Regions from separate parts of the Sus scrofa genome. Here region 2 is linked to region 1. Evidence: chromatin contacts called from public HiChIP or PLAC-seq data. All regions are on one chromosome and are shown on one strand. The core of a region is the stretch at or near the end of the contact, and the rest is flanking DNA. Distances in the headings are between cores, read along the strand shown. Region 1 has its middle 18 kb from the start of PTGIS. Region 2 has its middle 31 kb from the start of SLC9A8.

Evidence for each region. HiChIP or PLAC-seq counts read pairs in DNA pulled down with a chosen protein or histone mark.
Region 2: a contact with region 1 is called in an H3K27ac HiChIP or PLAC-seq map of alveolar macrophages. The contact joins two enhancer-like sites. A contact is called at or near these places in 2 of 2 datasets of contacts at active chromatin or transcription factors (alveolar macrophages and skeletal muscle).

What each region holds. Positions count from the first base shown.
Region 1 is chr17:51,216,174-51,221,818 of Sscrofa11.1, forward strand. It overlaps the pseudogene LOC110257424. Among named protein-coding and RNA genes, the nearest start is that of PTGIS, 18 kb to the left of the region's middle. Within about 2 kb of position 2,953, at least 8 of the 83 cell types and tissues checked have an H3K27ac peak or open chromatin away from gene starts, as enhancers often do. A contact at or near this core is called in alveolar macrophages, where this site is marked.
Region 2 is chr17:51,367,586-51,373,230 of Sscrofa11.1, forward strand. No RefSeq gene overlaps it. Among named protein-coding and RNA genes, the nearest start is that of SLC9A8, 31 kb to the right of the region's middle. Within about 2 kb of position 2,481, at least 30 of the 83 cell types and tissues checked have an H3K27ac peak or open chromatin away from gene starts, as enhancers often do. A contact at or near this core is called in alveolar macrophages, where this site is marked.

The DNA of each region.
Region 1 (5,645 bases), core at 1,703-4,202:
CACAACACTGCCACCTCCGCCACTGTCTTCAGGCACCTTGTCTTCCCTGTGTCCATCTATTCTTCCTCTGCCTTCCTCTTTTTTTTTTTTTTTTTTTTTTTTTTTTTTTTTGTCTTTTTAAGGCCCCACTCATGGCATACAGAGGTTCCCAGGATAGAGGTTGAATTGGAGCTGAAGCTGTGGGCCTACACCACAGGCACTGCAACACCAGATCCAAGCTTTGTCTGTGACCTACACCACAGCTCAAGGCAAGGCTGGATCTTTTTTTCTTTTCTTAATTTATTTTGTATTGAGTATAGCTGATTTATGGCGTTGTGTTAACTTCTACTGTACAGCAAAGTGACTCAGTTATACACATATACATTCTTTTTTACATTCTTTTCCATTATGGTTTACCCTAGGATATTGAATATCCAGTAGGAGCTTGTTATTTATCCACTCTATGTGTAGTAGTTTGCATCTGCTAACTCTAAACTCCCAATCCATCCCTCCCTCATCCCCCTTTGGCAACCGAAAGTCTATTCTCTATGTCTGTGAGCCTGTTTCTATTTCATAGATAAGTTCTTCTGTGTTGTTTTTGTTTTTGTTTTTTGTTTTTTTTTTTTTGGTCTTTTTTTAAAGGCCGCACTTGCAGCATTATCTGTGTTATAGTTTAGATTCCACATGTAAGTGATACAATGTGGTATTTGTCTTTCTCTTTCTGACTTCACTTAGTATGAGAGTCTCTAGTTCCATTCAAGTTGCTGCAAATGGCATTATTTTGCTCTTTCTTTTTCTCTCTCTCTCTATTTTTGTCTTTTTGCCATTTCTTGGGCCGCTCCCGTGGCATATGGAGGTTCCCAGGCTATGGAGCTGTAGCCACCGGCCTGAGCCACAGCTACAGCAACACAGGGATCTGAGCCGTGTTTGCAACCTACACCACAGCTCATGGCAACGCCAGCTCCCTAACCCACTGAGCAAGGTCAGGGATCGAACCCACAACCTCATGGTTCCTAGTCGGATTCGATGACCACTGAGCCATAACGGGAACTCCTTTTTTTTTTTTTTTTTTTTTTCTCTTTCTTAATGGCTGGGTAGTATTCCATTGTGTATCTATACCACATAGTCTTAATCCAGTCATCTGTCGATGGACATTTAAGTTGTTTCCATGTCTTTGCTATTGTGAATAATGCTGTAATGAACATACAGGTACATGTATCTTTTTCAAGGTTATTTTTTTCTGGGTATATGCCCAAGAGTGGGATTGCTGGGTCATATGGTAGTTCTATATTTAGTTTTCTGAGGTACCTCCATACTGTTCTCCATAGTGGTTGTACCAATTTACATTCCCACCAACAATGTAGGAAGGTTCCCTTTCCTCCACACCCTCTCCAGCATTTGTTATTTGTGGACTTATTAATGATGGCCATTCTGACTGGTGTGAGGTGGTACCTCATGGGAGTTTTGATTTGCATTTCTCTAATAATCAGTGATGTTGAGCATCTTTTCATGTGCTTATTGGCCATCTGTATATCTGCTTTGGAGAAATGTCTATTCAGGTCTTTTGACCATTTTTCAAATGGGTTGCTGGATTTTTTTACTGTTGAGGTGTATAAGTTGTTTGTATATTTTGGAGATTAAGCCCTTGTCAGTTGCATTGTTTGAAACTATTTTTTCCCATTCTGTAGGTTGTCTTTTTTTTTTTTAATGGTTTCCTCTGCTGTGCAAAAGCTTGTCAGTTTGATTAAGTCCCGTTGGTTTATTTTTGCTTTTATTTCTGTTGCCTTGGGAGACTGACCTGAGAAAACATTTGTAAAGTTGATGTCAGAGAATGTTTGCCTATGTTCTCTTCTAGGAGTTTGATGGTGTCTTGTCTTAAATTTAAGTCTAAGCCATTTTGAGTTTATTTTTGTTTATGGTGTGAGGGTGTTTTCCAGGTTCATTGATTTACATGTGACTGTCCAGTTTTCCCAGCACCACTTGCTGAAAAGACTCTTTTTCCCATTTTATATTCTTGCTCCTTTGTCAAAAATTAATTGACCATAGGCGTCTGGGTTTATTTCTGGGTTCTCTATTCTGCTCCATTGGTCTGTATGTCTGTTTTGGTACCAGTACCACTCTGTCTTGATTACTGTGGCTATGTAATATTGCCTGAAGTCTGGGAGAGTGATGCCTCCTGCTTGGTTTTTGTTCCTCAGGATTGCTTTGGCAGTTCTGGGTCTTTTATGGTTCCATATAAATTTTGGGATTGTTTGTTCTACTTCTGTGCAACGCTGGATCCTTAACCCACTGAGTGAGGCCAGGGATTGAACCCGAGTCCTCATGGATATTAGTCAGGTTCTTGACCCACTGAATCACGAGGGGAACTCCCGCCTTCCTCTTATAATGACATGTGTGGTGGCACTTAGAGTCCTCCTGGACAATCTAGAATAATCTCCTCATCGCAAGATATCTCAGAAGTCCAGCATTTAGCCCCCTGCCCCAGCTGTGTGAGCTCAGGCAAGTGTCTTAACCTTACTGTGCCTGTTTCCTTACTGTAAAATGACAGTAGCCACCTGCTTAGGCTGTTATGAGGATTAAATAAGTTAATCACATAAAGCACTTTAAAGGGTGACCAGCACATGATAAGAGCTTTGTGTCAGCTTTTAATATGATCAGGCCTCTCCTGCCAAGACTGAAATCCCCCAGAGAACTGTTTCCATCTTTGTCCTGTTCACCACTGTCTTCCCAGCATCTGCCACGAGGACTTACACACAGTAGGTGCTCAGTAAATACCTTATGCAGGCATACTGCTGGCTGGATGTGTGGTTTTAGGGAAGCTGTTTTTCCTCTCTGGGCCTTGGTTTCCTCCTGTCTCCATGAAGAACTGCTGTTGGGGAAAGTACATTTCTCTGTCGCAAAGGGTGTGTTCCTGTCGGGGAGTAGAGGTTTCTGGGGTCAGGGGACGGCTGAAGATGCTTTCTCTCTGAATCATCAGATTTCCCAACTTGAGGCCAAGTGTCTAAACTTTATGAGCAAGCTGGTTGGAGATAAGGTGGGGAAACACTGATTTGGCCAAAGCAGCAGCCAAGATGCTGGGTCTGGACTTCCCTGGAGCATTTCAGCTACGTGACTTGGAGCTTAGCATCTGCCAGGAAAACAGGCTGCTGGCCCACAACCAAGAGGGGCATCCCCAATGCCACCTTTAGTGGTTAGAGCCTGCTCTGGCTGTTCTGTTCACAGACCAGCATCTACTCAAACCCTTGTGGCTCCAGTGGAGAAGCAGAGACCCCAAAAGAGTGAAGACCTTGTCCAAAGTTAGGCTGCCCAATGAGGCTAGGATCCAGGACCTGCAGGAACCAACCGGACTAGGAGAGGGGGAGAGCTGCAGGCAGAGGGTGTGGCACCTACAACAGGGGTGAGAGATGACACAAACTCAGAAACCAGAGTGGAGGAGAGAAAGAGGGTACATTACCTGCTCAGGGCTTTGGATTCAAGTCTGAGGGCAAAAGGGCACCATCGATGGTTTTAGGAAGAGCAGCAGCAAGATCTGAGGGTCTTTTTCCAAATGTGGTCCACAGACCATCAGCGTCAGATCACCTACAAGCAGAGACGAGGAACAGGCTGTCCAAACACAGATTCCTGGGGTCTACCATAGATGGGCTCCTCGTTTATTTATTTATTTGGCTGCACCCAAAGCCTTCGGAAGTTCCCAGGCCAGGGATGGAACCCCTGCCACAGCTGCAATCCAAGCCACAGCAGTGACAATGCCAGATCCTTAACCCCTTGTGCCACCAGGGAATTCCGAGGCTTTTCATTTTAACAGACCCTCCTCTGAGGCAATTCCGAAGCACACTCAGTTTTAGGGAGTCCAGAGATGCTGAGTAACATTTCAGTTTAAAGATCAGCTGCAGAGCACAAGGAACTATAGCCAGTCTCCTGGGATAGGCCATGATGGAAAATAATATTTTCAAATATGTATATATATGTATGACTGAGTCACTCTGCTGTACAGCAGAAACAGGCACAACATTGTAAATCAACCATACTTTAATAAAGCGAGAAAGAGACTGAAAAATAAAGAAAGAAAGATCTGAACTCAGCCAGACTTAGTTTCAAATCCTAACTCTGCCACTCACTAGCTGTGTGACTTTAGGCCAGTTACTGAGCCTCTCTGAGCCTTGGTTTTCCTTTCTCTGAAATGGAGATAATCTTAGTCTTTGCCTCTCCAGGTTCTGCTAAGAACTAAATAAGATAAGTCCCCGTTGTGGCTCAGTGGTTAACAAATCCGACTAGGAACCATGAGGTTGCAGGTTTGATCCCTGGCCTCGCTCAGTGGGTTAAGGATCCGGCGTTGCTGTGAGCTGTGAGTAGGTCGCAGACGTGGCTCGGATCCCGAGTTGCTGTGGCTCTGGCATAGGCCAGCGACTACAGCTCTGATTCGACCCCTAGCCTGGGAACTTCCATATGCCGTGGGTACAGCCCTAAAAATCAACAAAACAAAATAAAACACTATGTAAAAAATATATTGCAGGTATTTAATGAGATTGTGTAAAGCACAAATGGAAAAGTCCTAAGGCATCCATGCTCCAAGTCAAAGCTAACTTTACAAACCTTTCCAAGGTGCCCCCAGCTACAACAGCATTACACAAGGAGTCGTTCTCTCCTAAGGGTAGATTACATCCAATACTTTAAAAAGGGAAGAGGATGTGACCCACAGAGATGACAGGATCGAATTCCAAGAGAAGAACCTCAGTAACGGAAGTCCTTTAGCTGTTACACTGAACAGAAGAACAAATGGTGTCAGGACGCTACCAGCCCAACTATTTCATAGTAAAGTTGATTTTTTTTTATTTTTAGGATATGGTTTCATTTATTCAGAAGAAAGGAAAAGGAACCCAAACAAGCCCCCCCAAACCTAAGACAAAAGCAACCAAGCTAAATATAAACAAAATCCAAATGTACTCCATACAGCTTCATTTGAGGAATAATTTGCACAGGTCTGCATCCTTTTATTTGTCCTTTGAAGTGAGTTTTTCAATCAGTTCTTGGAGGGGTACAAGCTCTCTCCTCTCAATAAGGTTGAATTCCTGGACAAAAAAAATAAAGTGCTTGAAAGATGTATTGAGATGCGCTTCCTCCTCGAATTGGATCACAGGGTCAAAATGCTGATGATAAGAGTCGGCATAAACCCTAAAGAGGCGTTTGAGTATCGTTTTTGCCACAGACATGAAATTCTTTGGGAATGGGACACCAATTTCTTGACGGAAATAATGTCTCATCATCCAAGGGGTCCTGAGCCCACGTCATCAGATAATCAATACACTTTGGGGCAGAGCACTTAATAGGCTTCTTTATGTTTGTTCCATCTGCCCAACGATGTTCACATTTGGGGCCAGCCGACATCACTGGACAACTTTCTTCTGCGCAAAAGTCTGTGATTGTTCCATAACGCATGTTGATCTGATTAAAGAAATCCACCGTGTTCACGGCGACCCATTCATTTAGCTCTTCCCCCTCAGGAAGCACGGCAGCCATCCGCAGGTTCCCGCTGCCAAGGGTGGCCTCTGCATGCTTTAAGAGCTCATACTGGTGAGAACCCTCTGGAATGTTCCTCTTTGGTTTAAACGTTTTAGAGGAGCGACTACCAAACAAAAAGCTCCTGTCAGCCATGGGGCAGGCTGTGG
Region 2 (5,645 bases), core at 1,231-3,730, 150 kb after region 1:
CAAGGCCCAGACTTTCAGGGAAACCAGCTGGCCTGCTGGGGTCAGGCAGTTGCGGGGGAGAGGTCACCTTGAATTGAGGCCTTTGGATGGAACTGTTTTCTTATTTAATCATTCATTCATCAACTATTTATAGTTATGACATTTATTCCTTTATTCAATAAATATTTATTAGGAGAAGCAAGGTAACTCTCAGTTTTAACCATATACTTTTGAATTGTTTGCATTTGTTATTACAAAGAACATATGCTGCTTTTGTTTGTTAAGCTTGGGTTTTAGTTAATTTTTAATAATGAGTGATACCTAAGTACACGCTCGTTGTGACCTCCATGATGTGAGCTAACTTACACCATGACGCATAGATGGTATTTTTCCAACATTTTTTGTGCATTTCCATATAGACCCATAGAATATTATAGAATAATTTTGTGTGTACGTGAATATACGACACCATGAATTAGTTTGTAATTTTTTTGCCTTTTTAGGGCTGCACTTGCAGCATATGGAGGTTCCCAGGCTAGGGGTTGAATCGGAGCTGTAGCTGCCAGCCTATGTCACAGCCACAGCAACTCGGGATCCGAGCCACATCTGCGACCGACACCACAACTGACTGCAATACCAGATCCTTAACCCACTGAGAGAGGCCAGGGATCAAACCCATATCTTCATGGATACTAGTTGGGTTCACTAACCACTGAGCCACGACGGGAACTCCCTAGTTTGTAATTTTTTTAAAGGAATGAAAGTTGAGAGTTCCCACTGTGGCTCAGCAGGTTATGAACCCAAGTATAGCCATGAGGATGCGGGTTCGATTCCTGGACTCGTTCAGTGCGTTAAGGACCTGGCATTGCCATGAGCTGTGGTATAGGTCGCAGACACAGCTCAGATCCTAGGTTGCTGTTGCTATGCCTGTGGTGTAGGCCGGCAGATGCAGCTCCGATTTGATAGCTAGCCTGGGAACTTCCATATGCCACAGGTGCGGCTCTAAAAAACGCAAAAAAAAAGGAATGAAAATTGAAAATTGAATTTATTGAGGCGCTATTATGTGCTAGGGATGGCTAGGGCTAGAGATACTGAAGTAAACAAAGTACAACTGCTCCTTGACTCCTGTGGGGGATACAACTGAACAAAGAGATCATTATAATATAATCTAATAAATGTAATGAAAATGGAGAAAAAAGAGTACGGAGTTCCCATCGTGGTGTAGTGGAAACAAATCCGACTAGGAACCAAGAGGTTTCGGGTTCAATCCCTGGCCTTGCTCAGTGGGTTAAGGATCTGGCGTTGCTGGGAGCTGTGGTGTAGGTCACAGATGCAGCTCGGATCCGGCGTTGCTGTGGCCGTGGTGTAGGCTGGCAGCTGTAGCTCCGATTGGACCCTTAGCCTGGGAACCTCTGTATGCCGCAGGTGTGGCCCTAAAAAGACATACCAAAAGAAAAAAGAGTAAATGAGTGTCCCAAAGGGTATCCACCCCAGCTCAGGGTGTGCATGGGGTCAGGGAGTATTGGTCAGGTGGACGCGTGTTGGAAGAGAAAGAATATCTACCAAACTATGAAATAAAGTGGGAGAAGGTGACTTACTATGGTTTAGGAAACTGAGATGCAAAACTGCCTTCAGGCATGACTCGAGGGTCTCGAATAATATCAAAAATATATCTCTTTGCACTGTAAATCAACTATAATAGAAAAAATAAAAAACTTTAAAACATTTTTTAAATTAAAAAAAATGAAAACCTTTTGCCAGGGAAAAAAAAAATATATGTGTGTGTGTGTGTGTGTGTGTGTGTGTGTATACATCTATGTCTCTTCTGTCATCTCTGTCTTCATCTCTCTCTTTATCCCTCTCTATCTTCCAGCTCTGCTTTTCTCTGTTTTGGATTTTCTTTTACACAGGCTTTCTGCTCATGGTGGCAAAATGGCCAGCAGGAACACCAAGCTTGCTTTATTCTTGTAACTAGTAACCCCAGAGGGAAGGGAGATCACCTGTCCCAATAATTCCAACAAAACTCCCAGGAATGAGTCGCATTGGCCTCAGTGGAAAGACATGCCATCCAGGAACCAATCACCGTGGCCGGGGGAATGGGATATGCTTGTTGGCCAGGCTCCTTCATGGAGCCAGGGGCCCCTATCTGAACCCCATGGATAAGAGTTGGGAGGGAGTGGTTCCCCAAAGGAAAACTGAGATGCCGTTTTCTGAGCCAGAAGATATAAATGTCATGTAGGTAAGACAGAAGATCCCCACTGCAGAAAGCTTCCTGAGAAGCTGATTTCTAATCCCCAAACTCAAGGATGAAGGGGACTCTGCTAGGTGACAGGGAGAAAACGAGAAAGGGTACGCCTGGCAGAGGAAACAGCAGGTGCAAAGATCTGGAGAGCACTGCTTGCTTGAAAAATTGCGAGTGGTTTTCTCTGACGAATGGGTCGTGTAGGAGGAGGGAGAGGAAGTGATGAGGTCAGAGAGGAAGGCGGGACCTGCGATTTCATCCAGCCCCTCCCACTCCTTCCCCGCTTCCACGCTCCCATCCCACTCCAGGGACCATGACTCAGTCATGGGGTTTTCACACTCTCTTGCTTCAGGCCGGGCACTGTTTCTATATTTCAGGGAATGTGTCATTCATCAGCAGATCATGTCACCCCACTGAAACACTCTCTGGGTTCCTGAATGTCAGCTGATCATCACAGATTAGGCCACAAATCTTCCAGAGTTATGAAAGGCAAAGGAATTTCAACTTGAAAGTCAAGGGAGCAGTAATACGTACGTTATAGCCCAGTGCACAGAGATGTTCAGGCGAGTTTTGCTCAGTTGGAAAGAGGAAATCGCATTATAACTACAGCCGCTTTTCACTGTGTGTCCTCTCTAGCAGCTGAGTCTCCTTTCTTCCCTAGAAAAACCCTATGAAGAAAATGCTTTGGGAGTTCCCGTTGTGGCACAGTGGTTAACAATCCGACTAGGAACCGTGAGGTTGCGGCTTGATCCTTGGCCTTGCTCAGTGGGTTAAGGATCCGGCGTTGCAGTGAGCTGTGGTGTAGATTGCAGATGTGGCTCAGATTCCGTGTTGCTGTGGCTCTGGCATAGGCCAGCAGCAACAGCTCCAATTAGATCCCTAGCCTGGGAACCTCCATATGGCGTGGGAGCGGCCCTAGAAAAGGCAAAAAGACCAAAAAAAAAAAAAAAAAAAAAAAAAGAAAATGCTTTGGCTTTCCCCACTTCACATATGAGAACTGAGGCCCAGAACTTAAGATACTTGCTCTAAATCTTATATGCATGAACGCTTTTTAATTCTCACAACAATGTATCCCCATTTCAAATAGGGAAAGCTGAGGCCCAGAGACCTGAAACAACTTGTAGAGTTACACAGCAAAGGTGGGGACGGGGGCTCATGCATTGGCTGGTGGAGATATAAAATGGTGCAGCCACTTTGGGAAACTGTTTGGCAGTTCCTCAGAAGGGTAAACAGAACTACCAGATCACTCAGCAATTCCACTCCCAGTTTCACACCCAAGAATGGAAAATACATGTCCACACAAAAAAATATGAAACTGTAGGTTTACAGCAGCATTATTTACTATAGCCAAGAGGAGAAACAGCCCAAGGGTTCAACAACTGGTGAATGGATAAATAAAACGTGGTAGGAGGAGTTCCTGTCGTGGCTCAGTGGTTAATGAACCCGACTAGCATCCGTGAGGATGTGGGTTCGATGCCTGGCCTCGATCAGTGGGTTAAGGATCCGGCGTTACTGTGAGCCATGGCGTAGGTCGCAGACGTGGCTTGGATCTCACGTTGCTGTGGCTGTGCCATAGGCCAGCAGCTATAGCTCCGATTAGACCCCTAGCCTGAGAACCTCCGTATGCCGCAGGTGCAGCCCTAAAAAAAGCAAAAAAAAAAAAAAAAAGTCCAGAAGAGGTATATGTATTGAGACAGAGGTTAGATTGCCTCTGGTCTCAGGTGAGGTGGGAGGGTTGGAGGCAAATGGACAGTGACTAATGATGGATACGAGATTTCTTTTTAGGGTGATGAAAACATTCTAAAATTGTAAAGATGAAGCGTGGCTCTGAATATATATATTTTTAAAAACCCACTGAATTGTACACCTTAAATCACTGAATTACATGGCATGTGAATTATACCTCGACAAGGCTATTAAAGGAAAAAGTTTAAAAAAGAAAAAAGGGGAAGGGCCTGCATTCACGACCGAAACTGCAAGTGTTGTTTGAACATCTACTCCTACTATGTGCTTAACTAGCCTGAGTCAACAAAAAGGGGAGAGGGACAGAATATATCAACTCAAATAATGCAAGAGTCCACAGGCATTTCAGGTATGGCTGGATCCAGGATTCAAGCAGTGTCACTGGGCTTTGCTATGCTTACATTTGCATGTATTGCCTTTCTTCTCAAGCAGGTGACAAAGATGACCTCAGTAGGCTGCTTTGCTCTTATCACCCCACCTTTTTCTTTTTACCATCCCCACAGTTTCTTTCTGTCTTTCTGCCTTTCTTTCTTTCTTCCTTTCAGCCATGCCCACGGCATGCAGAAGTTCCTGGGCCAGGGACTGAACCCATGCCACAGCAGCAGTGACCTGAGTCACAGGAGTGACAATGTCAGACACTTAACCACTAGGGAACCTCTCTACATGGTTTTTAATAAAGGTTTGAGGGAGGGTTCTCATGGACCTGGCTGAGGTCACCTTTGCATCAATCACCATGGCCAGCTCTGAAGGGCCGGGACTGGGTGGCCAAGGGGCGTGGTCACCTTCACCCAAACCACATGGTCCAAAGTGGAGGAGGGGAGGAGTTCCAAAGGCAAGTTGGGATTGTGAACAGATGCAAACTGCAGATGCCCACAGTACTGGATGACCGTCAATGCACTGCCCAAGTTCGATTCCCGTTTCCTCCACATGCCAGCTCTGTGACCTTGGCAAAGCACTTAATCTTCCCATGCTTCGAAGTCTTCACTTGTAAAATAGAGGTAGTAACAGTATGTCCCTCATGGGACTATTCTAAGGCTTAATGAGATGAATTCAGTAAATTCAGGCTTGGGGATGCCTTGCATACAACACATATTCATTATATTTTCATTATATTTTCTAATGCTACCACACATGTAATATAGAGCCGTTGCCAGTTGCCCATGTCACTTTGGGGACAATAAGAAAGCAGATAATAAAAACATCAACTCCTAGTCAAATAGGAGATTGGGGGCAACTGTGAGGAAAGGGAGGAAGAGAGCCTGACTTTGGGAGTGGCCAGGTCAGGTCTGTCTACGGTACCTCTACTTCCCCTTGCAGAGCATGTGCCCCTGTGTTATGTGGTTACCATGGTTTTATTTATTTATTTATTTGGCCTCACCCATGGTGTGTGAAAGTTCCAGGGCCAGGCAAGGGATCAAACCTATGCCGCAGTTGCAGCCAGAGCAACAGCAGTGACAACGCCAGATCCTTAACCCACTGAGCCACCAGGGAACTCCTGGTTATGAGTTTTGAGGTTCACGCAATTCTAGAAAAAGAACACAATCTATAATATGAAACAGATAAGAAAGTATTTATTGACAAAACCCAATAACTCACCCCAAATTATTAGACACTTGAAGAAGCAACACCCTTTCTTCTGAAATCTCTTTAGGCAGTTTACGCGAAAGGCTTCTCAATTATG